Regions from separate parts of the Mus musculus genome. Here all the other regions are linked to region 1. The links are chromatin contacts, called in public Hi-C maps. All regions are on one chromosome and are shown on one strand. The core of a region is the stretch at or near the end of the contact, and the rest is flanking DNA. Distances in the headings are between cores, read along the strand shown. Region 1 has its middle 26 kb from the start of Gm26327. Region 2 holds the start of Zfp939 (zinc finger protein 939). Region 3 holds the start of Zfp619 (zinc finger protein 619).

Evidence for each region. Hi-C and Micro-C count contacts between places; a contact is called where the count stands out from the background.
Region 2: a Hi-C map of rod photoreceptor shows a contact between it and region 1, with 1.9 times the contacts expected there. The contact joins the promoter of Zfp939 here to the enhancer-like site in region 1. A contact is called at or near these places in 3 of 39 promoter capture datasets (cranial neural crest, liver and neutrophils), 5 of 484 Hi-C or Micro-C datasets (microglia, muscle stem cells, natural killer cells and 1 more) and 4 of 115 datasets of contacts at active chromatin or transcription factors (bone marrow-derived macrophages and microglia).
Region 3: a contact with region 1 is called in a Hi-C map of rod photoreceptor, with 4 times the contacts expected there. The contact joins the promoter of Zfp619 here to the enhancer-like site in region 1. A contact is called at or near these places in 1 of 39 promoter capture datasets (pre-B cells), 13 of 484 Hi-C or Micro-C datasets (B cells, CD4 T cells, CD8 T cells and 9 more), 7 of 115 datasets of contacts at active chromatin or transcription factors (bone marrow-derived macrophages, effector CD8 T cells, memory CD8 T cells and 4 more) and 2 of 9 other capture datasets (adipose tissue and liver).

Annotation. Positions count from the first base shown.
Region 1 is chr7:39,654,639-39,657,312 of GRCm38.p6, reverse strand. No RefSeq gene overlaps it. Among named protein-coding and RNA genes, the nearest start is that of Gm26327, 26 kb to the right of the region's middle. Within about 2 kb of position 1,377, at least 90 of the 459 cell types and tissues checked have an H3K27ac peak or open chromatin away from gene starts, as enhancers often do. A contact at or near this core is called in B cells, CD8 T cells, Th1 cells and 12 more, where this site is marked.
Region 2 is chr7:39,448,168-39,450,841 of GRCm38.p6, reverse strand. Zfp939 (zinc finger protein 939) reads right to left here and starts at 1,324. Exons shown (of 6, transcript NM_001243021.1): 1 at 1,189-1,324. The coding sequence starts at 1,191. It also overlaps the pseudogene Gm5590.
Region 3 is chr7:39,516,446-39,519,119 of GRCm38.p6, reverse strand. Zfp619 (zinc finger protein 619) reads right to left here and starts at 1,354. Exons shown (of 4, transcript NM_001004139.2): 1 at 1,256-1,354. The coding sequence starts at 1,258.

The sequences.
Region 1 (2,674 bases), core at 128-2,627:
AGGTTCCCCTGGATCCACGGATGAAGGAAAGCCTTCCTTGGCTATTGCTCATGCCCTTCTTTCACTCCCAGCTCAGCACCCTAAATCTGTCCTCTGCTTCAGTTGCTCAGTTACCTTTAGCCCCAGCTCAATACCCTAAACCTGCCCCCAGCTTAGTTATGTTTCTAACCTGCCACCTGCTACCCCCAGGCCTAGTGGGGAAGTGGCCAATGGTCACTCCGCCCTAGATCTCACATAGCTGGTGTCTCTCTCTCCCTCCCTCCAAAGCACATCAAATCTCTTTCTCCATTCTCTCTTGTCTGATACCCTGCTTGTGGGAAAACTGGAAGTCTGCCTATTCCACCCAGCTCATTGGCCATTAGCATCTTTATTGATCGATCAAGAACCAACTGGGAAACAGGACCTTCAGTATTCACATACAGATTCCTGATCAAGGCATCAGAACTACCCTGTATAAGTATGCCTAAGGCACCAGATGGGAAAGCATACATTCTGGGCAAGGACAAGAGGCGGTATTGAGCACCATGATCCTGTTCATTCAGCCCCTTCTACAGGGTCTGTGGAACAATGGAATGGTCTATTTGCCTTGTTTGGCTCCTGTAGGTTCTCACACTATCTACAGACAGCAATGTGACAGAATGCAATTAGGACACAGAAAGACACGGGTAACTTTAATCTTTTTGATGTGACAGCAGAACCTCCCTGGAGCCAACAGCTCATTTTTATTCTTCATCCACTCAGCTCCCAGGTCTGATTGCTGATACCAGTGGTTCGGCAATTGCACATGCCCTCCCACAGCTGGCTGCCTCCTGCTTGTTTATGAATACCTACGTCCACCTGGTTTACCTCCTCCCTCACTTCGTAGAGAAGACTTTTCATCTGTCTTGGCCATAGATGGTATTGCGTGTAAAGCCTGAGACACGGCTGCATCTGAAGAAGGGCAAAAGAAAGTAGTTTTCCCTAAGCCCATATAGTTTGCTGACATTGGAGATGTATGTGGCAGGAGAGGATCCGTGAGCTCAGATTAGGGCTCCAGGTTCTCAAAGCAGCCAGAGCCCAAGGACCATGTGCTGAATGTACACAGACATTGATACTGTGTGGTCTTGTGAAATATGACTTCAGGGCTTTACAACACTATCCTCAGCTCCCTTCCTCCTTTCCCTGACACCAGTGCTGTGACACCAATGTGGTTTCCACTGGCAAACCTAAGAAATACAGCATGACATAAAAATCAGAAGGTGAGTATGGGAATAGGAGCTAGACAGATCGGGGAAGGGACCAGTGAGAGATAAATGCAGATGCCATGCTTCTCGATGCTTCTTCCTCCTCCTGATCTCAGACAAAGGCTGGCAGGCCTTTTCTCTCACCAGCAGGGATGGACCTAGACATCATTACCCAAAGCAGTGGGTGTGTCAGCTTCCTTTTCTTTGTCTAAACTGATAAATCCTAAATTATGGAGAAGAGATTCATTTCAGCCCAGCAAAAACATTAAAAAACCCCAGCCAGCCCTCCACGGGAAAAAACGGTCTTGGCCCGTCTCTCCCCCGCAGGCAATCTTTCCCTCTGTCTTTCTGACTGTCTCTTAATAGCGTTCGCGCGCCCGACGAGGAAGAACACAACAGACCAGAATCTTCTGCGGCAAAACTTTATTGCTTACATCTTTTGGAGCCAGGAGGGCAAGCGCCCAGCGCCCAGCCCCAAAAACGAAAGCCCCTTCTATTCTTACATCTTTAGGAGCCAGAGCTCCGCTCCGGCGCGCCAAAGCGCAGAGCGCGCTCTATTGTTTACATCTTTAGGCAGCGAGAGAGCGCAGGGCGCGCAGAGCCAGAGAGATGCCAGCGAGAGAGAGTGGCGGAAACCCCCGTCCCCTTTAAGGAGGAGTTATCCTTCACTTAGGACGCATCACTCCCTGATTGGCTGCAGCCCATGGCCGAGCTGACGTTCACGGGAAAAGCAGAGTACAAGTAGTCGTAAAATACCCTTGGCACATGCGCAGATTATTTGTTTACCACTTAGAACACAGGATGTCAGCGCCATCTTGTGACGGCGAATGTGGGGGCGGCTCCCAACAACTGTCTGCACTTCTTCACCTTTGATGAAACTTATCTGTTACTTCCTGTCCAAGATATATTTCCTGCCTTTTTATTCTTTTAATTGACAGAGAAAATAAATCCACTCAAGAGCCCTAGATGATAACACAGGGGTACAGAAGAATAGGAGTAGAAAGCTGTTAGGCACTGGGAATAGGGAAGCTAAAGAGGCCATCTCCTGTAGCCAGGCAGGAACCCCAATGGTGCAATAGGGACACCAACCCACTCACAAAACTTTTGATCCAAAATTTATCCAGTTTATAAGAGTTTCAGGGATAGGGAATGGAGCAGAGACTGAGGGAATGGCCAACCAATAACCAGCCTGACTTGAAATCCATCCTATAGGCAAACACCAATATCTGACACTATTAATGATTAATGACACTATTAAGAGTATTAATGATACTCTTTTATGCCTCCAGATTGTAGCCTAACATGGCTGTCCTCTGAGAGGCTCAACCTAGTAGCTGACTCAGAAAGATACAGAGACCCACAGCTAAGCACTGGATGGAGCCTGGGGAGTCTTATGGAAGGACAGGAGGACAGGTTGCCAGCCCCTAAGGTAACAGAGATGAAAGACCAAT
Region 2 (2,674 bases), core at 75-2,574, 210 kb after region 1:
GGGTGGGATCTTACCCCAAGCTCCACTCCCTTAATTCGATTTAATATCTTTGAACACAGGTTTCAGCTCCGATTCACTTCCTGGTTCCCCTTTAATACTCAAACCATGTATTTTATATTTTTCCTTTCTAAACTTATTCAAAAATGCTCCTGAGACTTAACCAGAGAACAAAGTCTATGATGGGTGTTTCTGAGAATTCCTTTGTCAATGCACCTTAGCCTCAGGCAGACTCTTCAGACAAGGGCAAAAAGCAGCCACAAACTTCACCAAAATATTACAAAAGCAGTCTCTAGGCCACATACTGAAGTTCTTCGCCACTGAAACCTCTTTGGTCAGGTCCGCACAGTTCAAATCACTCAAAGCAACAAGGTCTTCCATATTCCTACTAGGACAGCTCATTAAACCCCACTTAAAGCATCCCACTGCTCTCCAAATCTTCTACACAAAAAGGACCCAGTATGAGCCCTGATGGTGCATGAGTATAATCCCAGACATTTTAGAAGCCAATATAGGAAGATAGCAAATTCAAGGCCACACTGGCCTACACTGGGACCCTGTCTCTATCCTGGCACAGAATTTGTCTAATATGCACAAATCTCCAGGTATTCCATCCTCAATGCCATATATACAGACATATCACACAGATTCAGATCAATCCCCAGACACATAAAGGCAGACGCATACAAGCTAGCCCTGGACCCACCTCCGCAGGTGATGAGCAGTGGAGAAGAGGTAGGGAGGTAATAAGCCACTGCCTTCTCAATAATGGTAGAAGATTCACACAGCCAACGTCCTAGAGAACCCAAGTGACTTAAGGAAATGCTTCGCGACAGCAAAGCCATAGTGCTGGCAGGCGCTCGTACACCTAGATTTGGAGAGTCCGGTTCAAAAACCACAAAGACATGAAAACAGACACACACACCCAAAGGCGTACTCAGAACCCAGCAGAAAACACAGCGCGAGTCCGGGAACGCACTGGCCTAGATGCAGCGACGACTGCTCTTTCCGCAGCACGCCTTGGCCAGGCCACTCTCAAAAGCCTTTCTCGGCCACCCCGGCCCAGGTGCCTGAAAACCCATCAGCCCTGGCAGGACACCAGTGCCTGGCTGGACGGGACCGTCCGGAGGGGCCAGGCGGGAAGGTGCGGTGTGCCAACACTGAGCCCAGGTCAGGACGCCATGCGCTCACCATTTCCGGTTCCTGGACACCAGGGTCCTAATTACGGAGCTTCCCCCAGCAGCGATGGGCACTGACGACAGAAAGAGGCAGAGAATCGCAGATACCAAGCAGAAGCGCCTGACAGATCCCAACCCCGATGGTGGTGGGTGGGTAGTGGTAAGTGGGCGGGGATAAAAAGAACCTTCGTTCAATGCCCGCCCTCCTACTTTCTCAGGGAATCCGATTGGATCCTCCTATAACAGTGCTTTTGATTGGACAGGGATTCAGGCCTTGCCCTCCTGAGTGACAGGAGAAAGGAGCTGTAGGGGTGTCTTTCCAGTGACCAACAAATGCTAGACAGGTCACAGTGTGCTCTCTGAGCCGCCAGCACTCCAATCCCACGGAGTGAAAGTAACTATTCTGCACCCATGTAGAAAGGAATTTGCCTCTGGCGAAGGACTCAATAGTAACTGTGATTTTTGCTTTTGTTTTGTTCTTTTCATTTAATTAGCAGATTTTTCTTGTTTTATTTTTTTGTCGTTTTTACGTCCTATTTATTTATTTGTTTTCGTGGGGTTTCACCTGCCTTGGCACACGTGTAGTGTTCAGAGGACAACTTGTGAGAGTTGTTCTTTCGTTCTACCATGTGAGTCCCACGGATCGCTTTGATGTAGGAGCCTTTACTCACTGAATCATCTCATTGGCCAAGTTTGTTTTCTCAAATTTTCTTTTACTTACATGTGTACATGTGTGGCCAGAGAAGAAGGTTGAAAATCTTCTTCTGTGACACGTGGACTTTATTCTCCTGGGACAAAGCTTCTTGCTTAACCTGGAGGAAAGCTGGCAGCCAGCCCACCCCAGTGGTCCCCAGTCTCTCTATAGCCCTCAACTTTCTTATGTACATGCTAGAGATTCAGACTCAGGGTCTCACACTTGGAGATTCACCCTTACTCTTTAAACCATCCCTCCAGTTTCTTTTTGGCTCAGTATGTTATCGTGACTTGCTGGGAACTCGTTACAGATATGACCTTGAACTGGTAGTAATCTCTATAAAGCCTGAACATTTCTGTGATTAGAGTTAATTTACAGCTAATGTGTTACTCTACCTGATGTCGATTCTGTTTTAATCCATACTCGAGGGCAGCAATAAAATTATATCACACAGACAAGATTACTTCTGAATTCGTTATCTGAAAACACAAATGGTGTTATTTGGCCATGTTGTTCATAAATAACACGGTTTTGTTTATTATTTAAAAGTAAAGCCATAAAGGTGCCTCATTGAGTTTTCCACCAAATTGGATAACATGAGTTCCATTCCTAGAACCCAGATACTATAAGGAGAGAACCAACTCTCAAAAGTTGTCCTCTGACCTCCATATATGCTCTGTGATAGCCATACTGTTTGCTTTTCTGATGCTATGCTTAAACACTGACCAAAAGCAATTCAGGGAGGAAAGGGTTTATTTGGCTTATAACCTAAAGTCTGTCTTTGAGAAAAGTCAGGGCATGTTAG
Region 3 (2,674 bases), core at 105-2,604, 140 kb after region 1:
ACCCGTGGGGTTCACAAACATCAACTCAAGCTCAAGGGACTTACCGCCATCTTCTCCCCTCCGAGGGAACTAGGCATTATGTAATATGCATACAAAACATTCAAACATATAAAATACATAAATCTTAAAAATAAAGATTGTGCGGGAAGGGAAAACACATGAGACTGGTAAGTAGCACAGTTGGTATAGAGCCTTCTGAGGAGCAGGAAGAAGCCTTGGGTTCCTTTTGAAGCACTACATAAAGACAGAAATGGCTGACACATATCTTTAGTCTTTAATCGGGTGGTATTGCAGGTCTAGTTTCTCTGCGTTATCTTTAAGAGGTTCCGTACTTCGAGTTTCTTTCACTTTTTGAATTACACTCACTCTTGCGGTGAGTGAAAAAAGAAAGATCAGAAGTTCAAAGTTAACCCTCGGTAACACAGCGAGTTTAAGCATAGACTGAGTCATGAGTGTCTATCTCTAAAGAAAACAGTCAGCACACTAGAATAGGTCACACACACACACACACACACACACACACACACACGCGCGCGCGCGCACTATCATCTGACTGTAAAACTTTGTTTAAACTACAATAATAAAAGCAATCTACTCTGGAGAATGTTCTCAGCCCAGCATCTTTAATCAAAGCATTCCGGAGGCAGAGGCAGGATATCTGTGAGTGCATGCAAGGCCAGCCTGGTCTACAAAGAGAGCTCCGGAGGGAGCCAGGACTTCGTAGAGAGACCCTATTTCAAAAGCCAAAACAAATGTCCTATTTCACAATAAAAAGATAAAGAGAAAATTAGGAAATAAAGGTAAAAGAATACAGTTAGCTGTTTTTGACAAAGAAACAAAGAAAACTCAAGGAATTCCCTTCATTAATAAATATTAGTGAGCCACCTTAACATCTATATGTAAGAAATTAATAAAGGACTTTATAACTGTCACGAAAATTAACTCTAAGTGTATTCTAAACCTAAATAATGAAATGCGAAGTACAGAACCTCTTAAAGATAACTGAGACGAACTGGACTCACAACACTGCCTAAGAGCCCGTAACAAAGTGACGTCACCCGAAAAGGCGAGAGGGGCGGAGCCTCCTGCCACCGCGCTCTGCGCTCTACGCAAGCGCGGCCCGAGGGGCGGAGCTGACCAGAGCCGGGGCCCAGAACAGCGCTTCCGCTCCAGCCGCAAGGAGGCTCCACCAGACGGCCTCCCGGGGCTCAGCCCGCCTCTCCTCCCCGTCTGAGGACAGCAGCCCCTTGCTCACCATGGCGCGGCTTCCGATCTCGACTGCACTCTCCCCACAGGTCCTGGCAGCGGAGCTCGCAAGCGCGGCTCAAGTGGCACCTCGCTCAGCCTTAAAGGGGAACCCGGAGCATGGCGGCGAAAAACCCGCCTCTCGCCGCTCGGCAGCGCCCTTTATTGGACAGCTGGTCTGGCTGCTCTGAATGGCTAGCAAGGCCGGAGTGACAGGAGAGAGTGGAAGCGAAGAGACAAAGGCAGCCCAGCGGGTCCTTGTGGCCCGTGGCTTGTCCCCCGAGTACACACGTGAAGGAGTTTTCCTTTTAGGAACTTACTCCTGCCTTCCAGAGCTGGACCTGCCGTCTAGAGTCGTGCGTTCGCACTGTCCACTACACGCAATGGCTAGTATAGGGATCGCCGTGAATTTTTATACAAAAGGTTAATTTAAAAATTTTAATTGCATGTATTTAGTTAAAAGAAAAGTGTGGCAGAAGAACATGTGTCCCACAGAGCATGAGTGGAAGTTAAAGGGCAATTAGCTAGAGTTGATGGCCCCTTTGCACCTTATGGGTCCTGGGGATCGAACTCAATTCATAGGGTTTAGAAGCAAGCACCTTTACTCGCTGAGCCATTTCGCTTTTCCAAAAGTTGATTAAAAAAAAAAATTTAAGCGCAACTGTTATTTACTTTTGAAAGGGAGGTGGGGATAAAGAGACTGCCAAATTTAGAGACCAGTCTAGCTAGGTCCTGTAATCCCAGTACATGGGAGGCTGAGGCAGGAAAATCAGGCATCTGACAAGGCTACAGACTGGATTCAAGGCCAGTCTCAGAACAGAAACACACACAACACAGAAACACTCTGTAATACAATGCTTCCATAGCATGGTTGAAACCAGAGGTTGAATCTTGGGTACCCACCTCAAACTTGAAGGCAAAAAACTAATTACAGAAATAAATAAAAGGGCTGGAGGATAGGAGGTTAAAGAGTGTGTATTGCTCTTCCAGAGAACCTTAGTTCTCTTCCCAAGCTCACACATCTGTCAACTCACAACTGCCTGTAAATTCAGTTTCAGAGGAACTCATGCCTTCTACTTTTGCCCATGAAATAAAATGAAATCTAATAAGATACTTATCAATTGATACTGAGAGGTAAGAATGTGGGTTCATGGGCTGTGATGGCGCATCCCTTTAATCCCAGCGTTCCTGAGGCAGAGGCAGGTGGATCTCTGTGAGTACAAGGCCAACTTGGTTTATTTCAGCTGCCAACAAACTAATGCCAAGAAAATGAAGCTGGGCTTGGGGGCAAGGGACTGTAACCTCAGAACTTCAAAGACTGAGGCAGAGCTGGCCTGAGCTATGGAAATACCCTAAACTAAAATTGTTCAAACATCTCAAACATACTCCACCTATCATATAATAAGCACTTGATAAATGTCTACAGAAA